2 separate regions of the Mus musculus genome follow, and region 1 is linked to region 2. The links are chromatin contacts, called in public promoter capture Hi-C maps. All regions are on one chromosome and are shown on one strand. The core of a region is the stretch at or near the end of the contact, and the rest is flanking DNA. Distances in the headings are between cores, read along the strand shown.

Region 1 (6,683 bases), core at 2,003-4,502, 62 kb after region 2:
CCAGATTTGCCACTCTGAGCAAATGATTTAACCTTCAATGTCTACATCTGCAAGATAAAGTCACTGCAGACTGAGACTTGTACACAAGCTGCTAGCACAGAACCTAGCACCTGCTATCCATACCATAAATATCAATTCTTTTCTCTATGCAAATTGATGCTGTACACAAAGACAGATGGGGTGTTGAAAGACGCAGTCCAAGGGCCTTGGAAGCTATCACATAAAGCCAGGTACAAGATAAGCCCTGTGCTAAAGTGTGGCTAATTGGGTAGAACCATTCTAAAGGTCCTGGTGTCTAAATAGCTATGAAAAATTAGAAAAACAATCCTTTAGTCTGACTGAGATATTCCTTGGGGCAAACTTGGTAGATGATGGTACCATTCCCCGAGACAGGGAATCCCAAGAGCTGGAGCAAGATTTTGAACAAGATGATGACCTTCAAAGAGGCAGCCATTCTGACACCACTGTGAACACCCTGAGGCCTACCTACAGTGTAGGCAAGGAATAAGATGGGGAAGGCAAGGTGAATGTGGACAGTTTTGATGCAAGGATTATAGGATAGGGTGTGGGGTAGGGTAGTACAGGTCTATAGACACAAAGGTAATGGGGATGGGAAGCACTGGAGACCAGCTATAGACCACCCTTAGAGGCCATCTCTGTTTATGCACAAAACTCTGAGACTAAAAATCAAGATTATTTGTTTTGAAAGTGGCAGGATCCACTTAAAATAAGCTTAAGTAAAATAATAATGGATTCGTTCTTGTAACAAGAATATAGGCTTTCTGCTTCACCTATTTCCAAAACCAGCCACATCTCCTCCAAGAAGTGCCAGTCTAATATCTGAGACATGATAGTAAACATTAAAAAGAATGGATTTGGTTGTGTTGGCGCAAGGTCACCAAGGCTGCCTTCAACTCTTAGTACAGGAGATACAGATGCCACCAACAACCCATTCATTGGCCTCAACTATTAGTCTACGTGTTCCAGTATGATTATACACCCATGACAAGTTCCACAGTACAGTCTGGGATGCACGTGGGAAATTTGTCTTTAATCTTCCAGGAATTTGATCTCTCCAACATTAGCTGGGTGGATGCTGGTGTCAAGTATGCTGTGGGGTCTTCACTGTTGTGAGGAAAGGTGGGGTGACTGGGAGGATGGACCCAAAGGGACATCATCTCTGCCCTTTCTGTTTGTGATGGGTATGGACCAGGAGAGGTACAACATCTCATTCAAGTTTGTCATCAATGCCCCCTGTTCCACAGTCTGCTTAGCAATCCCTGGCCCAAGGTCATCCATCAAGGGATTTATGACTACTGTCCTCTAGAAGACCTTGGATCACACACAGATGCGCGTGTGCGCACGCGCGCGCGCGCACACACACACACACACACACACACACACACACACACACACACCGAAAAGCTGTGCTGTGATGGCCATGGGCTACCCAAAACATCCCTTCATTCCTGGTACAGCCAAAGCTGTGGGCAAAGGTCATGCCTGAGCTGAACAGTAAGTTCACTAACATGACCTTCTCTGTCCCTACTTCCACTGTGCGTCCTGGATCTGACATGCTGCCCAGAGAAAACTGCCATCTGGGAGATGCCAAGAGGTGTGGTGACACATACCTTTAAAACTAGCACTTGGGAAGCAGATTCTGCATTCAATGCCAGTTTTGTCTACATAGTGAGTTCCAGGACAGCCAGACTACATAGGGAGACTGTGATTCAAAAGTAAATACAGACATGCAGATATAAGAAGGTGATGAGGCACCGGGTGTGGTGGCACATGCCTTTAATCCCAGCACTAGGGAGGCAGAGACAGGCGGATTTCTGAGTTTGAGGCCAGCCTGGTCTACAAAGTGAGTTCTAGGACAGCCAGGGCTACACAGAGAAACCCTGTCTCAGAAAAAGAAGGAGGAGGAGGAGGAGGAGGAGGAGGAGGAGGAGGAGGAGATGATGATGAGGCAGGCATTGAAGCATCCTGGGCTGATATAGGGACCAGTTGCCTCTTGAGACTTTAACAGCAACATCCATTCTACCTTTGATAGTGGTACTAGCATTGCTCTCAATAACCACTTTATCAAGCTCATATCCAGGTATGACAGATAATTTGGCTACAGCAACAGAGCAGTGGACCATTTAGGTCCACACAGTCCTCTAAGGTCCACATGGCCTCCAAAGAATAAGAAACTCTGGACCACCTACCCCAGCAAGAGTAGGAGAGGAAGAGAGCCCTTGGCTGTTTAGGGAGACCCTGCCATAACTCAGGCTCCACAGCACTGAGCATCTCTGCTCACAGTTTCCATCCTAACCCCCAAAAGAAGAAGGGGTTTTTAAAGAAGCCCTCAGACAGTCTTAATAAAGACCACTGGGGTGGTTAGGGGACATCTATTGATCTTTGTCTCACTGCTCTGCCTCTGCCTCAGGCAGGTTGGTGCTTTGCATTATCAAGCTGACACCCAACAGAACCCAACTTAGACTCTACAGACTCAGCAATCCAGCAAAAAAAGGAGCTCATGTCCAAAGGTTAGAAAAGGTCTCAGACAGGGATCCCATGCCCCCGTCTCTGAACATCCTGATTGCTGTGGCCAGGGTGTGGGCCACACAAACTGGCCCTAAGAGAAGCAAGGTCAGACCCACATGATCTGATGGTTCTCCAAAGAAAGTCACAGTGCTGCAACCAGAAAGAGGATTCTGAGCATCATGGATGCGTTGAGTTTGGGTTGGTACAGCATTTGAATACCCAATGGTCTCAAGTTGGAATGAAATGTTGAGAAATTACACAAGGACTCTCTTTGGGATTAGGTGGGGGAGGGCATTAGAGGACCAAGGATATGTCTGTAAGCCTGAAACACCCCACCAATTCCATGGTGCTAGAGGAAACTCCCTTGATAAGAAGCTGGGCACGGACAATAGTTTGGTTTTGTTATTATTTGAGGACTAAGGAGAGCTTAGTTAGCATCTGGGACCCTGGAAAAGAAAAGCCTGAGGCTAGGAGTGCTCTGGAAAAGCAAACCTAGACCTTGAGGGTTTAGGCATCTTGTTATCCTGGGCTCCCCAGCCCTGGTCTCATCCCTCACTCTTAACTTGTTTTGCATTCGACATCTCTTGGTTGCTTTCTCTAAGGAGCAACAGCCTTCAAAGTTACATCAGTATCTTACAGCGTGGCTGGCCGAGTGGGCGGATCCCAAATTGAACTCCGGCCTCCAATGGCTTGAGGATGTGATGACTGTGGGGCGGAGGCTTCACCCAGCCCGGGGCCTTGAGCCCGGGCTAGTGAGCCGGCCTACAGAAGGGCGAGAGAACCAGCTAGGTTCCGCCCCGGGGACTGCCCGCCTCCTTTTTAAGCGCCTCCCGCCCAACCTCAACTCCCTCTGGCTTTGCTATGCTCCTTCCTTCCCCGCCTTCCTTGTCTCCCCGACTGCGCTCGTTCCTGTGGCCATCCCGCAGCGCCAGTCCAGGTGCCATGGCTGCTATGTACCTCCCCGGCCTGCGGTGAGTGACCCATAGCCCGGGGCCCACTCCGCGCTCCACCTTCCGGGCTTCCTCCGCTTGTTTCCCATCCTAGGAAGAGACTGGCAGGGTGGCTATTAATCAGTGTGGGTCTCACGGTGGTGCATCCCCCCCCCCCTCCGCATTCCCATCCCCAGCCATGCCAGGTTTCCTAGCCAGCCTCTGTGCTCTTCTGTCCCTCCCTGCGGCTTGTGTGCTGTTCTAGCTGCCACTCGCAACCTCCTCCCCCTTCTCCTTTGCCTTCCTGAGCCCTATCTCTGCAAATGCTCTACTTAGCAGATGTAATTCTTTCAGACCAAGGGCTCCTAGTCCAGCTTTCAGTGTGTGAGTAACCATTAAGGCCTTGAGGCCATAGGGTTTGAGGCCCCGGGGACCCGAGCTCAAAGCTCCCTAAAGACGGTAGAAGGTAAACATCACTTGCAGCCTCCCTGAGAACAGAACGGAACCTGGCACGAAGCCCAGTGAAGCCTCTGGGGACTAGGGGGGGAGGGAGACAGGGAGGGAGAGAAGGAAGGAAGCAAGCAAGATGGGAGGAGGGCAGACTGCCTTTTTAACTTGGCCGGCTTCCCCCAGTAGGTCCTGGACCCCAGGCTTGTCCTGGCTGGCTCCCCCTGCCCCACCCCCCATACAACCGGGCCTCTTCTCCGTATACCCCTCTCTCCATGGTCTAGGATGTAAAAGAGTCTAAACTGACTCCTTATCTCTTCTTCGCAGTTTACTTGGTTAATCCATGTGAGAGTGGTCTATGAAGGATAGAGAGAAGGTCCCTCTCAGGGGCGTGCAGGAGAATTGGGGTGGGGCTGGGAGAAGCTGTGCTTCCCATAAGACAACTGGAGCCAATACCTGGGGATCAAAGCTTTCAGGATCATGCATTTAAAATTAATTTCTCAGGGAAACTGTCATGTGCAGAAAAACACACAAAGAGACCTACCTTGCTGTGCCCCCACCCCCTGGGGCCACACAAAGTATGCTGCCTTTTTTGTCTTCTGGAAAACACCCCACCCAGGCCCAAACTCCCACATCCAAGAGCTTTCTCTTCTCCCTTCCCAGGCAATGTAGCCTGTGTTCTCAGGTTCTGACCCTACCATCAACCCCTAAGGCTTCTAAGGAGAGCCAGGGAATGCACAGGCCCACACCATCGAGGCCTACTATGGGTTTCTGGCAGGTGAGGCCTGGCATGTGAGAAGGGTAACTACATCTCTTTACCTTCTTTTGTCCAGACCAATCACAGCAGACCCTACTATCTTCCAGGAGGGTAGCAGGACAAACAATACAGAGACTACCCTGCCCTTCTAGGAATCTAGGCATGGACCAATGGCATTATTCTTCTTGATCCAGTTTTCCCTATGTTAAAACATCCTTGGCTAGTCCACCCTTGTTGACCCAGGTGAACAGAGGCACTACCTGAAACCCCAGCATCCGTTGTCTTCATTCGAGAATCCTAACCTAAAGCCTGGCTGGCACTGGGAGAGGGCTTTACCATCTGGAGCTATGCCTTCTGTTGGAGGCATTTACACCGAAGGAGACAGATAATAGTAGCTGCCATTTGAACATCAAAACTGATTGAAAAGGCCATGGAAGAGCTTCTTTAAGATTGCTCATGAAGCTCTCATCTGGGCAATTTTCTTCACTCTTGGACCAGAGGCTTGACTGCCTCTCCTCCCCGATGGGAGACACAAACCTCATAAAAGCCACAGATACAGGTAGTCTGAACTCACTCCACATACCCACCACAACCCAGAACCTGGTCTTATGGTGCCTGCAACCAGACACACTTTGGTACTCCCCAGAGGTACGGCTTTCTGCCCCACTCACCAATGCTTGTCTCCCATGATAGCCACTGGATGGTTGACTCTCTGTTTTGACTCTGATAGGCTTAGCCGGCACGGGCTAAGGCCCTGGTGCTGGTCACCGTGCCGTAGCATCCAAACCCTGCATGTGCTCAGTGGAGATATGAGTCAGCTGCCGGCTGGAGTTCGAGACTTTGTGGCGCGCAGTGCGCATCTGTGCCAACCAGAGGGCATCCACATCTGTGATGGGACCGAGGCTGAGAACACTGCCATACTGGCCCTGCTGGAAGAACAGGGTCTTATCCGCAAACTCCCCAAGTATAAGAACTGGTAAGCCTTGAAACTAGCAACCCCCAAGATGAAGGTTACTGCTTAGACTGAGGTCCCTCTGGGTTCCCCAAGACAGATATTTCTAGACCACATCAGTGGAATGAGCCAGAATGGGAGCTTCAAGGGAAAGTGGAACGGGAAAGTGAACGTTTTTTACATTAAATGAAAAAGTTGATACGAATTTACAAATTGGAGCTCTTACTTTGGAGGGGGCCTACTTACTGCCTGTCTCCTCCTTCATGAAACATTTGCCAGGGGTAGAGGCTCCAAGGCTGTGCCTTGGGGAAAACCCCTCTTAATGAGACAAAGCCTAAAGGGACTAAACTGGAACTGGATAAGAAAAAATAATGCTGACAGACCTAGAGTCAAAGTTAAACTTAAAAAGTGGCCGCTGGGCGGTGGTGGCACACGTCTTTAGTCCCAGCACTTCGGAGGCAGAGGCAGGTGGATTTCTGAGTTCGAGGCCAGCCTGGTCTACAGAGTGAGTTCCAGGACAGCCAGGGCTACACAGAGAAACCCTGTCTCAAAGAAAGAAAAAAAGGAAGGAAGGAAGGAAGGAAGGAAGGAAGGAAGGAGAGAAAGAGAGAGAGAAAGAAAGAAAGAAAGAAAGAAAGAAAGAAAGAAAGAAAGAAAGAAAGAAGAAAGAAAGAAAGAAAGAAAGAAAGAAAGAAAGAAAGAAAGAAAGAAAGAAAGAAAGAAAAAGAAAGAAAGAGTGGCCAGGCTTAGTGGCACACGCCTTTAATCCCAGCACTCAGGAGGCAGAGGCAGGTGGATCTCTGTGAGTTTGAGGCCAGCCTGGTCTATATAGTAGGTTCCAGGACAGCTGGAGCTACATAGTGAGACTCTGCCTTGCCAAAATATAACAACAAAAAAATGTGAGTCTGGAGATAAGTGAAATCTGCTAGCCACCATTTCCCGGCAATCCTCTCTCCCCCAGCTGGCTGGCCCGCACAGACCCCAAGGATGTGGCACGGGTAGAAAGCAAGACGGTGATTGTAACTCCTTCGCAGCGGGACACAGTGCCTCTCCTGGCTGGTGGGGCCAG
Region 2 (7,461 bases), core at 2,231-4,730:
ATCACATCTCGCAACTTCACGTTCTAGCTCCCACTCTAGAGAGCTACTGCTGCACAAGCATGTATCCCCCAAAAGATGCTCTACCCCACCTTCAACAACATCCTTAATGAAGAGAGGAAGTTTGAGACCCCACACTTCTTGGCTTCCTTCTGCCCTTTTTTTCTCTTCACAAATCCCCTCCCTAACATCCCCTGTGCTCTTCCAAAAGAAATAACACTAAAGGCCAATTTTCAACCTTGCCCATATGAAAGGGACACTACACTAGTTTCATGACTATCTTTTCCCTGAATCTTTGTGTCCCTCACCCACTCACCATCCATTTAGATATGCATTTAAGGCCTGTTCCACTAAGCCAGGCTTTGAGAGCAGTCCACCTTAAATCCCTGGGTTCCAGCTGCACACACAGGTGACGGTCTGGGAAAGATTCCCAGGGTGCATTAGCTCCAGACAGTGAGAGAGGAAGAGTGTGGCACTTGCCAGCCTCTTCTCAATAATTCATGAGGCTCAGACTAGGGGGCATTTCCTCAGACATGAGGCAAGCTGTCTTATCAGTATGCACTGAGTAACACAACTTACAACTTCTCAGCTTGAGGAAGCCCCGCCCCCTACCCCACCCCACCCCCCATAGGCCTAGTTCTTGCTTGTTACATCACTGGCTATCCATATCCAGTCCTCAGCACACTTTGTATACTGGACTCCTGCTTTCTGCTTTGTCTTCTTAGCTGATTTATATGTATTTGAAATGTTTGTTTTTGTTATTGTTGTTTGCTGTTGTTGTTTGAGACAGGGTTTCTCTGTATAGCCCAGGCTGTCCTGGCACTCTATCTGTAGATCAGGCTGGCCTCAAACTCACAGAGATCTGCCTGCCTCTGCCTCCTGGGTGCTGGGATTAAAAGCATGCACCACCACGCTAAGCTATGAAATGATTCTCTAGTAAATGCAAATCCTATTAAACATCAAAGCCCAGACCTCTGTTTCATAGACTCACTACTGAGCACACTGCCTAAGGTTGACAAGCTGATGATTTCACAATAAGCAACATTCTCCAAAAACCACCCATCTGGGCTGGGTGTGGGGGCGCACACCTTTAGCCCCAGCACTCAGGAGGCAGAGGTAGGTGAATCTCTGAACTCAAAGTCAGCCTGGTCTACAAAAAAAAAAAAAAAAAAAAAAAATAGTTCCAGCACAGCCAGGGCTACACAGAGAAATCCTGTCTCAAAATAAAGAAATGCATCCACTTTATCATCTTTTCTAAAGGAAAAGACTAACACCAGAAAGAGAGAGAGAGAGAGAGAGAGAGAGAGAGAGAGAGGGAGGGAGGGAGGGAGGGAGGGAGGGAGGGAGGGAGGGAGGAAGGAAGGAAGGAAGGAAGGAAGGAAGGAAGGAAGGAAGGAAGGAAGGAAGGAAGGACAGGAAAACCTAAGCAAGCACAAATTGCAGAGCAAACTACTACTACCTGCTGAGTTAATATTAGAAACTCCCTTTATTGTCTTTATGTCCCTTATGTTGCCTCAGAGTCTGGAAGGTTGCCCAGGGGCCAACACGGCTTTTCTTCCTGGTATATGGGAGCTCCAGGGGTGGACCCAGTTTAGTCACTGGCACTGCTTCTGTTGATGCCTCTCTGTGGTGCATTCTTAAGCCATCAAAGTTCACTAATTCTCCCAGGACCCTGGGAGAGAGATCAGGTCAACCCACTTGGCAGAGATGCAGAGATGAAAGTCTTGGGCTCAGAATCTATAGCTGGTGAGAATTTTATTTATCATCTACTGTACATCCTCGGTTCATAAAGGAAGAGTCTGGCCTATGGCAGTAATAATAACTACTGTTTGGTGAAAATAATCACTCCATACTTAGTCGTTTACAGTTAATCAAGCACTCTCACACATAACAGTTAGTTATTGAGCTAGAATAGATGGGTGGGCATGGAAAATCATAGCGCTCCCCGGTCTCCATATCTCCACCCTGTCTGTGGAAGTGGCTGGGCGACCCTTTGGCATCAGATAGACCCAGGACCTCCATCTTTTCACCCTGGGTATCACAGTGGTCATTTCCTGCCTGTCTGAAGATGAAGTCCTCAGTGGCTCTCAACCTGGCTAATGCTGCAACCCTTTAATTCAGTTCCTCATGTTGTGGCCCCCAGTCATAAAATTATTTTCATTGCTACTTCATAACTAATTTTTGCTACTGTTATGAATCATAATGAAAAAATTTGATATTTCCAATAGTCTTAGGCAAACCCAAAGGGGTTGTGACTCACAGGTTGAGAACCACTGGCAATAGACTTTGTGCCATAGGGAAAGATAGTGTCAGGCCTAGGCCAGCTGTCACAACTTATCACATTTGTCACCTGGCCTCCTCATCCCTCACTACATGGACACTGTGAGGAGCACAAGTGTCACCTCCACAGACAGTCTCAAAACATTCATTCATTTGCCCTTCTTGTATGTGATGTGTGGTGTGTGTGTGTGTGTGTTATTTTCTTACGCAGAGGGTCATCACACAAGGTTCACTCTCTAAATTCCTAACTAAGGTCCTAAGCCTGTCTCCCCAGGGCTTCTCAGCTGTGTAACATATCTTAACTGAAGGTTGGGTCTAGCCTCTATTAGTGGTCTCTGATTCGAGGGTCAGGATCCTTGGCAAGACTCTCCAGACACAGGGCAGATCTGGGTAGCTTCTCTCCAACTGTGCAGAGCAGAGCATTGCCCTTGGTCTCTGCTTTGATACTGTCCAATGGGCATCGTGGGGTGCTAGGACTGTGTCTGGTTATCCTGAGTGAGTGATGTTCTGGTTATCAGTACAGCCATGGGTGTAGTGGGGTTCCTGAATAAGCTATTTTTTACATGTCTAAAGGCATTTTTACTACGCTCATCATGGTGTGTTTCTGGGGCTGGGGGAGTAGGGTATGCACACATGTGCCTATACGAGAGGTCAACGTGGACTGTTTTCTACCACTCCCTATCTTATCTTTTTCTTGAGACGGGGTTTTTCACTGAGCCCGGAGCTCATGGATTGGCAAGACCAGATGACCAAAAGCCTCAACAATCATCTTGTCTGTGTATCTAAAGCTAGGAATACAGCTGTTAGGTGACAAGCCCTGCTTTTTATGTTAATGCTGAAGATCCAAACTCAGGCCAGCATGCTTGCTCAACAACCATTTTACCAAATGAGTTGTCTGTGCAGTCCTGCATACAAACCCAGGCTTTTTATAAAGGAAGAATTATTTGGAGTTTAAGGAAGCAAAACAAAAATAAATAAAATTGCAAAGCTTCCTCTCCAACGACTCTCCTAAGACCCCATCCCAAAAAAAGGTGGACCAGCAGAAGTGGGAGGAGCAGCTGGGGCACAGGAAAAGCTGGGGGTTCTGGTAGAAGAGGTGTGGGGGTCTTGAAGGAAACTTGGACTGAGAATTTGCGGGAGTCCCAAATCAGGCAAAGGGGCGCGGGGCGCCAGCAGGGAGCGCTCGCAACCGCCGCGGCTCCCGCCTAGTCCCGGGCCGTCGCAGAGCCGGTCCTAGAAGAGGGGCAGGCAGTCTGGGAAGTCAGAGCTCTCCCAGCTAGACCAGCCTCCCGCCCTTTGAACAGTCCCCTCCCCTAGCAGAGTTCAACCCAACCCCCTGGCCTGAACTATGCAGAAAGCGGGACGGCTGTTAGGTGGTTGGACTCAAGCGTGGATGTCGGTGAGGATGGCCAGTTCCGGGTTGACTCGTCGAAACCCTCTCTCCAATAAGGTGGCCCTGGTCACAGCCTCCACCGACGGGTGAGTACCAGAGCCAGAGTCTTCATCCAGAAACAAGTACTCTTTAACTCCTGGACTGTTGTCCTCGAGCCTCAGATGCGGCCAAAGGCCACCCCGAGGGAGAAAAAGGAAACCCACATGGTGGACCTGAAATCGCTCCGAATCCCCGACCTGGCCCTGCCACAGGCTAGCCCTTGTATCACTGTTGCCTTCGGCTTTGTGAGAGCTCGGCGCTGCCAGAAGGACCCAGGTCCCGGTGCTTCTGGGCTGCCCCAATCGACAGCTCCACCTAGAGTCTGGGAAGACCAAAACAACCAGTCACGGCTTCAAAGCTCTGCTTGCTGTTCTTGCTCCCTAGGGACCCCTTACCTGGATCCCGTGCCCAGATCTTTACTTCAGTCTGTATATTTGGGCCTCCGTGCCCAGCCTGTCTCACCCACCACTCTCAACTATCCAGTTTTTTAATCCCCACAGGACCTTACTAAATTAAAAAACTCCTTGAAAATCTGTAATGCAGATGTCTATGAAAAGCTAACATCTGGCTATTATAAAATATGTAATTGATATTTACATTTTGAGCCATGCTTTTTTTGGTGAAGGCCCCCCCCAAATATATCAAAAGATAGAATTGTGAGGTTGTAGTGTGGTAAGAGGTATTTGGGGATATGGGCTTCTTCCAGCAAGGCCCCTAAGTCCATGGCAACTGAACACTCATCTATTTCTCTCCCCTCTTTCCCAACTGGACATAGGTACAATAATCGGTCATGAAGGCTGTGGCAGGTGATGTCAGTCCCGGGAACTGGGGTAAAAGACAAGATCATAATAAAATCATCTGAGCTTATCCTTCTGTCCGCACCATTAAAAGCCTACTCTACCTAGTAGAAATGCGTGAAGCTCGAATACAGGGAGAGCGAGGGTCCAGTGCTGAAAGCCTGAAAGCAGAGCCCACGCATGCTCTCGCCCTCTTCTCTGCGGTAGAGGCCTTGACAGTGTGTCACCTTTTACCCTCGTAGGATCGGCTTTGCCATCGCCCGGCGCCTGGCTGAAGATGGGGCCCACGTGGTCGTCAGCAGCCGCAAACAGCAGAATGTGGACCGTGCAGTGGCCACACTACAGGGAGAGGGCCTGAGTGTGACTGGCATCGTGTGCCACGTGGGGAAGGCAGAGGATCGAGAAAAGCTGATAACCACGGTGAGCAGGCAGAATATGGGTGCTGGGCCAAGGCATGGCAGAAGGGAGGCAAGGCAGCCTGTGCCTTCCTGCCTGGTTTCTAGGACTGCATTGGTGAGATACAACCCATGCTGACCCCTGTTAGCATCCTAATGCTCACACCCAAACTCGTCCACCAATATTATTTTAAACATTAATTTCATTATGTTTCATTCTGAGTATGGTAGGGGAGTACTTGTTAGTGTAGGTGGCCATGGGGGCCAGAAGAGAGTCTTGAACCCTCTAAAGCTGGAGTTACAGGTGGCCATAAGCCACCTGATATGGGTGCTGGGGACTGACCTTAGGTCCTTTATGAGAAAAGTACATCCTTTTACCTACTGAGCCATCTCTCCAGACTCTCACCAATACATTTTTATTGTGTACCCTTTTCGGTTATGTCTGCATCCCAAAGTCTAAGTACAACCAGATTCTCCCGGCCAGAGATTCAAAAGTCGCTCTGGTCCTTCAACCTTGCATGATCCCTTAGATACCCTCCCCCCACCCAAAAAAAAAAAAATGCCTGCTCCTGGTTCCCTGGTCTGAGTTAATAAATGCTCTCCTGTTCTTTGGCTCATAGAGCTCGTGGGCACTGGGGAGAGGCAGTTCACTATGTTTCATTTACCTACTACAAGCCATTTCTTGTGTTCAGACCCTTATGTGGGCTTTTTGTTGTTAGTATTGGTTTGTTTTGTTTTAAGGGGGCCAGGAGCTTGTACTGGAGCCAGAGCGGTATGTAATTCATCTTGCAGCCCTGTCTAGCCATGAGCTTGCTCCCCCAGTGCTGGAAATACAAGTGTGGGCTACTCCACCCAGGCAAGGTCTGTTCTCCCTGTATTTACAGAGACTGTATCATCTCATCATCCAGAAAAAAAATACCTGTGATTCAGGACAAGCCAGCAGACCACCAGACACATCCTCCATTTATGTAGTGCCAAGCCTTGGGTGCCCAAATAAACTTTAGTCTAAGCCTGTGTCAGACTTGACACTTGGCACCCATCTCCAGCTGTGTAAGAAAATGTGAATCAAGCTGCAAAGACGGTGTGTCTCCCCCAAGTTTCAGGGTGTGCACTCTTCCCCCAAATCCAAGGGAGGACACCCTCACAGAGAAAGCACAGCCTGAGTGAACACATCAGACAGTTGGCAGAAATAATGTGGGCAGCCTTCTTGAAAGAGGGGGCCTTAACACTTGACTGAAGTGTGACATATAAAATAAGACAATTCCATTATTTATTTTTATTTTATGTATATGAGGGGTTTTTGCTGGCATGTGTGTCTCTACACTGTGTGTCAGAGGGTGGTGCCATATCCCTTGGAACTGGAGTTACAGGTGGTTGTGAACCACCATACAAGTGCTGGCTACCAAACCAGGGTCCCCTGTAAGAGCAGCCAGTGCTTTTAACCACTGAGCCATCTCTCCAGCCCCAAGATAATTTCATTTTTAAAGAACTGTGGACAAAGTCTTAAATGTGCATTGTAAAGGGTCGAATTTGAATCTGAGAAAGTTGCATTGCCTGGCATAGGCTGCTGGAAGAGCCTGGGATTGTAGTGTTTGTCCTGAGAAGTAAAGGTCGATTAGTGACAGCCATTTAACACATGCACACACATGCACACACACATATGCACGCACACACACACATATGTAAGCACACACACACAGATGCACACACACATGCACGTGCACATGCTTATGCACACACACACACACACACACACACACACCAGTGCTGGGGTCAAACCCAGAGCCATGCACAGTTTCATGTCAAAATCCTATAAGGTGTGGAGGGGCTTAGGAAGTGGTTCAGTATTAAATGCCTTGCTCTGCAAGCAAGAGGACTGAGCCTAAAACTCCCACATAAGTCCCAGGTGTATCTGAGGTCTCACCTGTAATTCCAGTCTCAGAAGACAGAGATGGGATACCCAGAGCAAGCTCTGGATTTGACTGACAGATACCGACCCAAAAGAATAAGGTGGAATAGCAGCCAGAGAATACTCCTGACGTCAACCTCAGGCCTCCACACACATGTGCACCCACATATGAACACGCAAATACACAAGAAAAGAAGCAAAGCCTTATTAGGAAAACATGCTCTGGCCCCCAGCAAGTCCACCTAGCTGATCCTGCAGTAGGAAGAGGGCTGCATGGATGGGGTTCAGGGACTTCCACGACCTCCCAAAAGAATGTCAATAGTTGTGAAGCAAATAAAACCCACGTGGAGCTTGGAGCAAGATAAAACTTGTTGTGTCCGGCCAGCAGACCACAACCTGGGTTCTAGCCTGGAAAGGCATTTTGGAAACCTGGAAGAGAAGAGGGGCTAGGTGGCGAGAGAAAAGAATGTAGCCAAGACAGTTACTCTGATCAAGGCTCAAATTTTATTGTTGCGACACTAGTTATGAAGGAAAGGGGAGGGGACCCGATTCCCGCCGAATAATCTCTGGTCCAGTAGAAAGGTGCACGTGTGTGGCTCCGCAGGTTCCAGCAGTGGGCGTGGCAGAACGAATGAGCAGGAAGCTCCACCC

What was found. Promoter capture Hi-C pulls out the DNA fragments that hold promoters and counts their contacts.
Region 1: a promoter capture Hi-C map of macrophages shows a contact between it and region 2, with 10 read pairs. The contact joins the promoter of Pck2 here to the promoter of Dhrs4 in region 2. A contact is called at or near these places in 11 of 39 promoter capture datasets (the 3T3-L1 cell line, HPC-7-derived erythroid cells, cranial neural crest and 6 more), 2 of 15 datasets of contacts at CTCF or cohesin (CD8 T cells and the G1E-ER4 cell line), 10 of 484 Hi-C or Micro-C datasets (the 63-12 cell line, CD8 T cells, the G1E-ER4 cell line and 6 more), 7 of 115 datasets of contacts at active chromatin or transcription factors (embryonic fibroblasts, embryonic stem cells, large pre-B cells and 1 more) and 4 of 9 other capture datasets (adipose tissue, liver, macrophages and 1 more).

Annotation. Positions count from the first base shown.
Region 1 is chr14:55,537,014-55,543,696 of GRCm38.p6, forward strand. It overlaps Pck2 (phosphoenolpyruvate carboxykinase 2 (mitochondrial)), which reads left to right and starts at 3,253. Exons shown (of 10, transcript NM_028994.3): 1 at 3,253-3,500; 2 at 5,393-5,638; 3 at 6,576-6,683. The coding sequence starts at 3,472.
Region 2 is chr14:55,475,278-55,482,738 of GRCm38.p6, forward strand. It overlaps Dhrs4 (dehydrogenase/reductase (SDR family) member 4), which reads left to right and starts at 3,481. Exons shown (of 8, transcript NM_001037938.2): 1 at 3,481-3,756; 2 at 4,749-4,926. The coding sequence starts at 3,626.